Regions from separate parts of the Hordeum vulgare genome. Here region 1 is linked to region 2. Evidence: chromatin contacts called from public HiChIP or PLAC-seq data. All regions are on one chromosome and are shown on one strand. The core of a region is the stretch at or near the end of the contact, and the rest is flanking DNA. Distances in the headings are between cores, read along the strand shown.

Region 1 (3,846 bases), core at 905-3,404, 170 kb before region 2:
TGTTTTTCACAAAGCTGTGGTATGAGAAAATTGAGTTGCTAATATAATGAATAATAAACAAACATTTGCAAAAAAGAAAACAAAGTAGTGCATGAGTTATACAGAAGACACTAGCTAGTAGTATGGATTACCTTGGCAGAGCACCAACTTTTGCAGCATTCTTCAAATTCCCAAGTCTGTTTTTTTCTTGCTTATCTACCCGGCCCTTCTTCTCTTCCCTTCTTTGAGCAAAAGGATCAACACCAGGCTCTGTAATAAATCATACTTAGTTAACAGGGTAACAGATTGCAAACAGGTTTTTAGACACATATACTCCCTCTGTACCTAAATAATTGTAGTTAGGGAGAACTAGTCTAGTTCTCCCCAACTAAAATTATTTAGGTACAGAGGGAGTACATTTTAAAGCTAATTCCATTGATATTTTAGACTGATTCATTCAGTCATAAATGAAAAGATTACTGGAGAGTAAAAATGATAGCTGGACTAAATCAGAGTATGAAGCAGAAATATTTGCAGGTTGTCAAGCATTTGTGTCACAGCACACAACCGTAATAGGTACTCCCTCCGTCTGGAATTACTTGTCGAAAAGATGGATGTATCTAGATGTATTTTAGTTCTAGATACATCCATTTTTATTCATTTTTGCAACAAGTAATTTCGAACGGAGGGAGTACTCGGTAAGGTTAAAGCTCTAAATGATTGCTACTCCCGTTACAGAACAAGATTGCTAGTCGTTAGATTCAATTAGTCAAAACGCAAAGAGCATTGAAGATTTAAAATGAACACTGGACTAAATCAGTGTACATAAGCAGAAACATGCAGGCTGTTAAGCATTTGTGTGACAGCTCATGATAACTGCAATGTGTACTTGGCACGGGAAAGCTCGAACAGATTACAACTATTGCTACAAAACAAGATTCACCATATACTCCCTCCATTCCTAAATATAAGTCTTCTTAGAGGTTTCACTAGGGGACTGCATACGGAGCAAAATGAGGACTACATACGGAGCAAAATGAGTGAATCTACACTCGAAAGTATGTCTATATACATCCGTATGTACTCCTCTAGTGAAACCTCTGAAAAGACTTATATTTACGAACGGAGGGAGTACAAAAGACAAGTTGCTCACCGTCTGTCGATTTGGCTTCAATGATTGGAACATCTCTGTCATCATTAACACGGTCATAGCCATAAGTCCGCTTCCAGGAATTAGTTTGCTCGTCCCATGCACGCTTGTTCTTCTTGTGCTTGATAATCCCTGCAAGTATGTTCCTGTCATATTAAATCCAAGCAAGTACACTTCCAATGAAAACGCTCAGAAAGCAAGCAAGAATAGCAAGTTCACCTTTCGACTTCGCAAACGTCTCCCACTTGGTAGGAGGCTTCGGCCTCGGCAACTGGTGACAGGAAAGAAAAGGATCAAGCATTTTGCATGTTTGCAAATACATGCATATACTTATCATAACACAGGTCCTGTTCAGCTTAATATCTCCTTTAAGGATTAGTGCAGAGCAAGAACGAAAAAACTAGAACCCATACATGCAAACAACAATCGAATAATAACACGCTGGCCGGGGCAGCTGCACTCTCATGCCAGTATGGTATCCTGGCATCTGTCGTAACCTACACATCCTACAGGCCACAGATATCAATCACTCCACTGCATCTTCGGCATAGGAAATCGTAAAATTAAGCATAGGCATACTGCAAGCGCCCCTCTGAAACCCCACGCTAATCTACTCACACGCTCGCGGAGTAGCAGTAGCCAGCAGTAATCATCCTCTAAAACAAATCGAGAGCAACCGATGGTAGCGGGCAGAGATGGCGTGAGGGGGGGAGAGAGAGAGGGTGGGGATGCGGTATTCTCACGTGCTTCTCGCGGGGCAGGCGGTTGGCGGGCGGCGGGAGGCGGACGACGGGGCCGTCGCGGCCCTCGGTGGCCGGCAGCGAGAAGAGGGCGTTGGCGACGGCCTGCGCCAGCTCCGTGGCCTTCCGCAGGCACTCGTTCCGCAGCTCCGCCCTGGAGGACGCGGCGCCGGCGGCGAGGTGGTGCGAGGGGTCGTAGGCCAGGAGGTGGCCCAGGTCCACCTCGAAGTTGGTGGCGGAGGCGGATGCTTCTTCCGCCGCCATTGCTGCTGCGGCGAGTGTACGGCGGGTTTGGGGGAGGAGGAGAGGAGGCGTGGTGGTAGTGCTTGGTTGGGTTTTATTAGTGACCTGGGCTGGGCTGGGCTGGAGGATACGGGCTGGGCCTCTGGGCTGGATAACTGAATATGGGTTGTTGCTTCGTCCCCTTCTGGGCTGGGGGCCTTAACCTTCTGGGCCGGGGGCCTATATACTGTCAGGCTAGATCACAGTGGGTAACTTGAAGGGCAGTCGTTCCTCAAAAAAAAAAAAAAACTTGAAGGGCAGTCGGTGTCGCCGCCACCACCGCCGGTGATGGTGGCGGTGACCATGGTCGTGGCCTTCTATTTTAACAATACTCCTCTACCCTGACACGGTTTTGCTGCATTCCTCAAGATGTTGCATCCAGAATTCTTAATCCTGGTGCGGTCGGTGCTCGCTTCCCAAGTGATCTACTTCATTACACCCTTGGTCGTCCAAACTGCCATCCTACGGAATATCGACAAGCTCGAGCGGGCCTTTCTGTGATCCGGGTCCGATAAGACAAACGGGAGAAAATGCAAGGTCAATTGGGACTTGGTCAGTCGACCGCTTGCTTATGGCGGCCTCGGGATCCTCAACAACGAAAAGTTCACGCGGGCACTGCGCTTGCGGTGGCCTTGGTACGAGTGGAAAGAGCCCACAAAGTTATGGGTTGGGAGTGGAAACCGTGCAGTGCGGATGACATCGACTTCTTTTATGCATGTACCACCATTACAGTCAGAAATGGTGCGCGGACTCCTTTTTGGGACTTCCCCTGGCTTCTTGGCCGCAAGCCAATGGGTATCACTCCACTCATTTACGAGTCCTCCTCCTAGAAGCGTTGGAAGGTTCACGAGGCCCTTCAACAAAATGCTTGGATTCCCAAGATCGGACTCGTGCATCAATTTCAATCGAGCATATCACGCAATTCTTCCACCTTTGGATGCTCCCGCAAGAGGTGCAGCTCGATGAGGTTGCTGAAGATGATAATATTTGAAAGCTTGTGGATTTAGGGCAATACGCGGCTGCCTCTACCTATATGGTGCAGTTCTTGGGGTTGGTCCTATCCCGCATGGACAAAATGGTTTGGAAGGTTTGGGCAACGCCCAAGGTCAAGTTCTTTACGTGGCTCGTGCTCCAAAACAGAATATGGACGGCTAACAGGGTGGAGAAGCGAGGATGGCCAAATTGTGGCCCCTGCCCCATTTGTAGGGGCATTCAGGAAAGGAGTCTACACCTCTCTTCAGATGACGTTTCGCTATCAGCTTTGGAATTTGGTGATCCAGAAATTTCGCATCCATGACTTCGACACATCCGCCTGACACATGTTCAGCTCCGTTGAGGTGTGGTGGGCGAGCACGAGCGTCATGGGCATTGCCGGCCGAAAAGCGATGGCCTCGATGACCATGTTGGTGTCGTGGATCATATGAAACGAGCGTAACGCGAGAGTGTTTAGGCAAAAGAGCGCTCCTCCGCACATCTTGCTCAATATAATCGTCGACGAGGCCAACGTTTGGATTGAAGCAGGGGCTAAAAACCTAGGGTCTTTCTTATTGCGAGAATAATTGTCATGACGTAAATTGGGTGTGTTGTAACAAACTCTTGCTCCTCCTTATTTAATACTACCTCCGTCCGGAAATACTTGTCGTAGAGATGAATGTATCTAGACTTATTTTAATTGTAGATACATCCGTTATATGC
Region 2 (3,869 bases), core at 1,161-3,660:
ATCTGTAAACTGTACCCAAAGGGTAAAAAACATTGGACGGTTACAAAATGAAATGGATAATATGTATAATAGATTAACAGTAATTCAGCATGTGTCAAGACAAACGTGTGGCAACTAGAAATAAACCTGTGAAAACAGAGTAGCAGCCTGGCAGGTATCTACCATTATCAACAACTCCTTAAATCTGATGAAAGGAAGACCAAGGTGAAAGGTCAGAACCAATGAACCCAGAAACGAAGGGGCGCAAACCAACATCCAAATGTTGATATTAAACAATTCAACCTATGCTTCTCCTTCATTTGCTTTACTGCATCTGCTAAATCATGGCTCTGAAGTTCTTCGTTGTCTTGGAACTTCAGAAATTCATCCCCGCCATGCCCAGTCATGTACAATAGAATATGGCTTCCTTCATCACTTAAGAGACGCTTTGATCTTGGTACAGCACTGTCATGTCTTCCAGTCAAAATTCGCAAAAAGTTTTCAACTGTAACCTCGTAACCTCGGTAATCAACCTGCCATTAGAATACCAAAAGAGTAACATCAGCATACCAAGATCAGATATTACTTCTTTATATAAATATCAGATTGCATAGCATTATGAGTGGACAACTTGGAGAATTGCCAGCCCACCTTCCATAAATGACCTAACTGGCCATATTGAACTGTGTAGAGTGTGCCTTAAGTATCCATCCCTTTGCAAAATTTGACCATCTTTTAGGAGGCATTATTTCATAATATTATCAATTTGAAAATCAGGATTGTAGGTATTGCAATATATCAGTCATATGCCTATGGGCGTCTACTTGTTGAAAAAGAGGTCAAGTAGTCGTAGTGTGCCATTTACTGTGGGTATGCCTGCTTAGATATCATCAACTATTTAGTAGCTTTGGTACCTCACTGGTATCAATGATACATGCACATCATGGGCTTGGTGAAATATTGCACCCGAGTGGTTATCAAACAACAATATGAATTCAGCAGCACTATTTTCAGAGTAAAAGAGATTCACCTCAACATTGTCACCATAAAGATTAAGCTGGTGGTTCTCATTGTTGAACACTTGGGCAGGATAATTGTTCCGGGAATTACAAGCCATATCATCCGCCAACATAAGTATTATCCGCTCGTCAGGTATTCCTAATCTCTTAACAGTCCTGGGAAAAAATGGTATATCCAGTAATAAGGAATAACCTTACATATGGCATTGATTAACAATTGCATATAATGGCAGAATATTATAAGTATACTACCTGTACAAAGACAGCGTGTTGGCCATATGTCTATAATTAAACCTGCAGAACATTTCAATAATAGGTCAGAATTAAGTGACAACAGGGATAAGCAGCAGAACCAAACATCAACAAGACAACATAAAAGCATAAGCCACATATTCCAATGCTATAGGTAGATGGGAACTAAACATGCATCTCAGAGGGAAAACTGTTAAAACATTGACTGGTATTAACACAACTACTCCCTCCGTTCCTAAATATAAGTCTTTTAAAAGATTTCACTAAGGGACTACATACGGAGTAAAATGAGTGAATTTTATACTCTAAAGTATGTCTATATACATCCGTATGTAGTCCTCTAGTGAAACCTCTAAAAAGACTTATATTTAGGAACGGAGGTAGTACAAGTGTGCACATTCGATCCTTGGCATTCTTCTTCTGTGTATTCGAGAAAAAATTACAGTTGTGCATGTGTTCATACCAAAATGTTTATCAAAAGACACTTGTGCTCACCGAACCTACATCAATACAGTTAAACATTTTAAGTAACCATCATCATTATTATTACACACCCATAGAGAGATCGAATAAACTCCATTCAGTTATCAGCTGTACAACCCCTGAGATCTCCGGCCATACTAACAGATCCCTGTTGAAGTTATAGCAGGGCAGGAGAATTCAATATGGAGCTTCAGGGCAAATGCTCTGGCACTGATGACAATCACAAACTATGTCGCAATCAGAAGAATAAGGCACTAGAAATGGATCCTAGCCAATGAGAAAAAACTAATCACTGCATATACATGATAGAGGGGGTCTCACCAGAAGCGGGATGTGCAGACGAGCACGGCCCAGTTGTTGTTGTGCACAGCGGCGGGAGACGACGACGACGACGCGGCGGCGGGGGAGAAGGCGAGGAGCACGAGCAGAAGAAGCGTCTTGAGGGGGGAGAGGGGAGTGGGGCGTGAGGGCCTGGGGCACCATCCGGAGAACCCCATGCTCGCCGCCGGAGCCAGGCGCAGGATCAGACGCTGCCCTGAGCTGACAGCCGGAGGTGGGGCGGAGCAGAGGTGGCGGGGTCCGCGTCGGGTTGAGAAGAGGTGGTAGGCGTCGGCGGTGACGTACGGGTCGCGGGGCCTCACGGTGCTACCGGCGGCGGCGGCGGCGGCGACGGCGACGGCGACGAGACGCTACCCGATGCCGGGATCCATGCCATGGGGGAGGTGGCGGCGGCAGATCCTCTAACGTGGCTCGGCCACGGTCCCCTGACTTTTGTTCCATCCACAACCGTTAGATCAGAAATGGAAGGAGCAGATTGCCTGTCGCACTAAATCTGAGCCCGACCGTGTGGAGTGGACTAATCCTTACTGCGCTACGAGAGCGACTCCTGGACAAAAACAAAAGGTGAAATAAGTTTTTTTATTATTATTGTGTAAACCTCTAACGTTTTTTTAGTTGTGTGAAATGAGTGAAATGTTTATATTTGAAATGAGAGAAATTAGATTTTTGAATTTACTGGAATCATTTTTCTAAAATGGCTGATTTTTTAGAACGAGCGGAACCTATTTCTTCTATAAAGTGAATCTATCTTTTTGTTACGTAGAAAAATGTTTTTTGAGAAGGGCGGACCTTTTTTCTGAAATGAGTGGTTTTTTTTTTCAGTGAGTGAAATTTGCTATCTCAAATGAGCAAAATCAGTCTTTTCAAAATGTAACTGATATTTTGAATTTAATGGAATTGTTATTTTAATGGCTGGCTTTTTTTTAATTGAGTGAAATCAATTTTTTTTAAATTAATATATATTTTCCAAATGAGTGGATTTTTGTAATTGGGTGAAATGAGTTTTTTTGAAAGGAGTGAAATCTGTTTTTTGGACAAGTGAAATATTTTGTTTCGTTATAGTGAAATGAGTTGTTTGAGAATAGTTCTTTTATGAGTTAACCCATTCTTTTGGAATAAGATAATATGTATTCTGACTTGAACGAAATCCGTTATCTGAAACAAGTTGAAATCAAATTTTTTTATAATGAGTGATTTTCTTTAATGCAGTGAAATCAATTTTTGGCATAATTTTTTGAATTGAATGGAATTAGTTTTAAAAATGATTTTTTTTAATTGTGTGAAATCAGTTTTTTGGAATTAGTGAAACCTATAATTTTGAAATGAGTGAAATTCAAATTTTGAAATTTGTGAAATCTTTATTTTTTTAAACTATTTTGGAAACTAGTGATTTTTTTGAAACGAGTAGTGTCGTGGGAATGATCCTAATAATAATACAAGGGGTACGAATGATGGGGCGAAGCCTAGTTAAGCGTAGTGGATACACTCGGATGTACGAGTTCGACCCCCACTCGAAAATGGTAATAACCCTACGTCTCGAGCCATGAAGCTGGTGATTCTTTATGGGGGATGTGATATTACAAGATGCTGAACCCTTGCTCAGGAGTCCGGGGTGGCTTATATAGAGTGCGCCACCATCGGCCCGGCCTCATTACAAGGACGAGTAAATGCTAATAATTACGGAAGTTACTAGTAATAACATATCTAACTCTAGCGTTACTGGTAACACACGTCTTCACTTCACTTCATTTGGTAGTTCAAGTATGTGGCCGTTGCAGTCTCTTCGTTACCCACGCC

Evidence for each region. HiChIP or PLAC-seq counts read pairs in DNA pulled down with a chosen protein or histone mark.
Region 1: a contact with region 2 is called in an H3K4me3 HiChIP or PLAC-seq map of embryo, with 4 times the contacts expected there. The contact joins the promoter of LOC123405404 here to the promoter of LOC123405896 in region 2. A contact is called at or near these places in 2 of 6 Hi-C or Micro-C datasets (leaf and seedling) and 1 of 1 datasets of contacts at active chromatin or transcription factors (embryo).

The regions. Positions count from the first base shown.
Region 1 is chr1H:32,372,030-32,375,875 of MorexV3_pseudomolecules_assembly, reverse strand. It overlaps LOC123405404 (ribosome biogenesis regulatory protein homolog), which reads right to left and starts at 2,154. Exons shown (of 7, transcript XM_045099121.1): 1 at 1,873-2,154; 2 at 1,349-1,400; 3 at 1,133-1,261; 4 at 132-249. The coding sequence starts at 2,133.
Region 2 is chr1H:32,206,115-32,209,983 of MorexV3_pseudomolecules_assembly, reverse strand. LOC123405896 (putative GPI-anchor transamidase) reads right to left here and starts at 2,410. Exons shown (of 9, transcript XM_045099417.1): 1 at 2,055-2,410; 2 at 1,251-1,292; 3 at 1,010-1,154; 4 at 283-512; 5 at 127-184. The coding sequence starts at 2,230.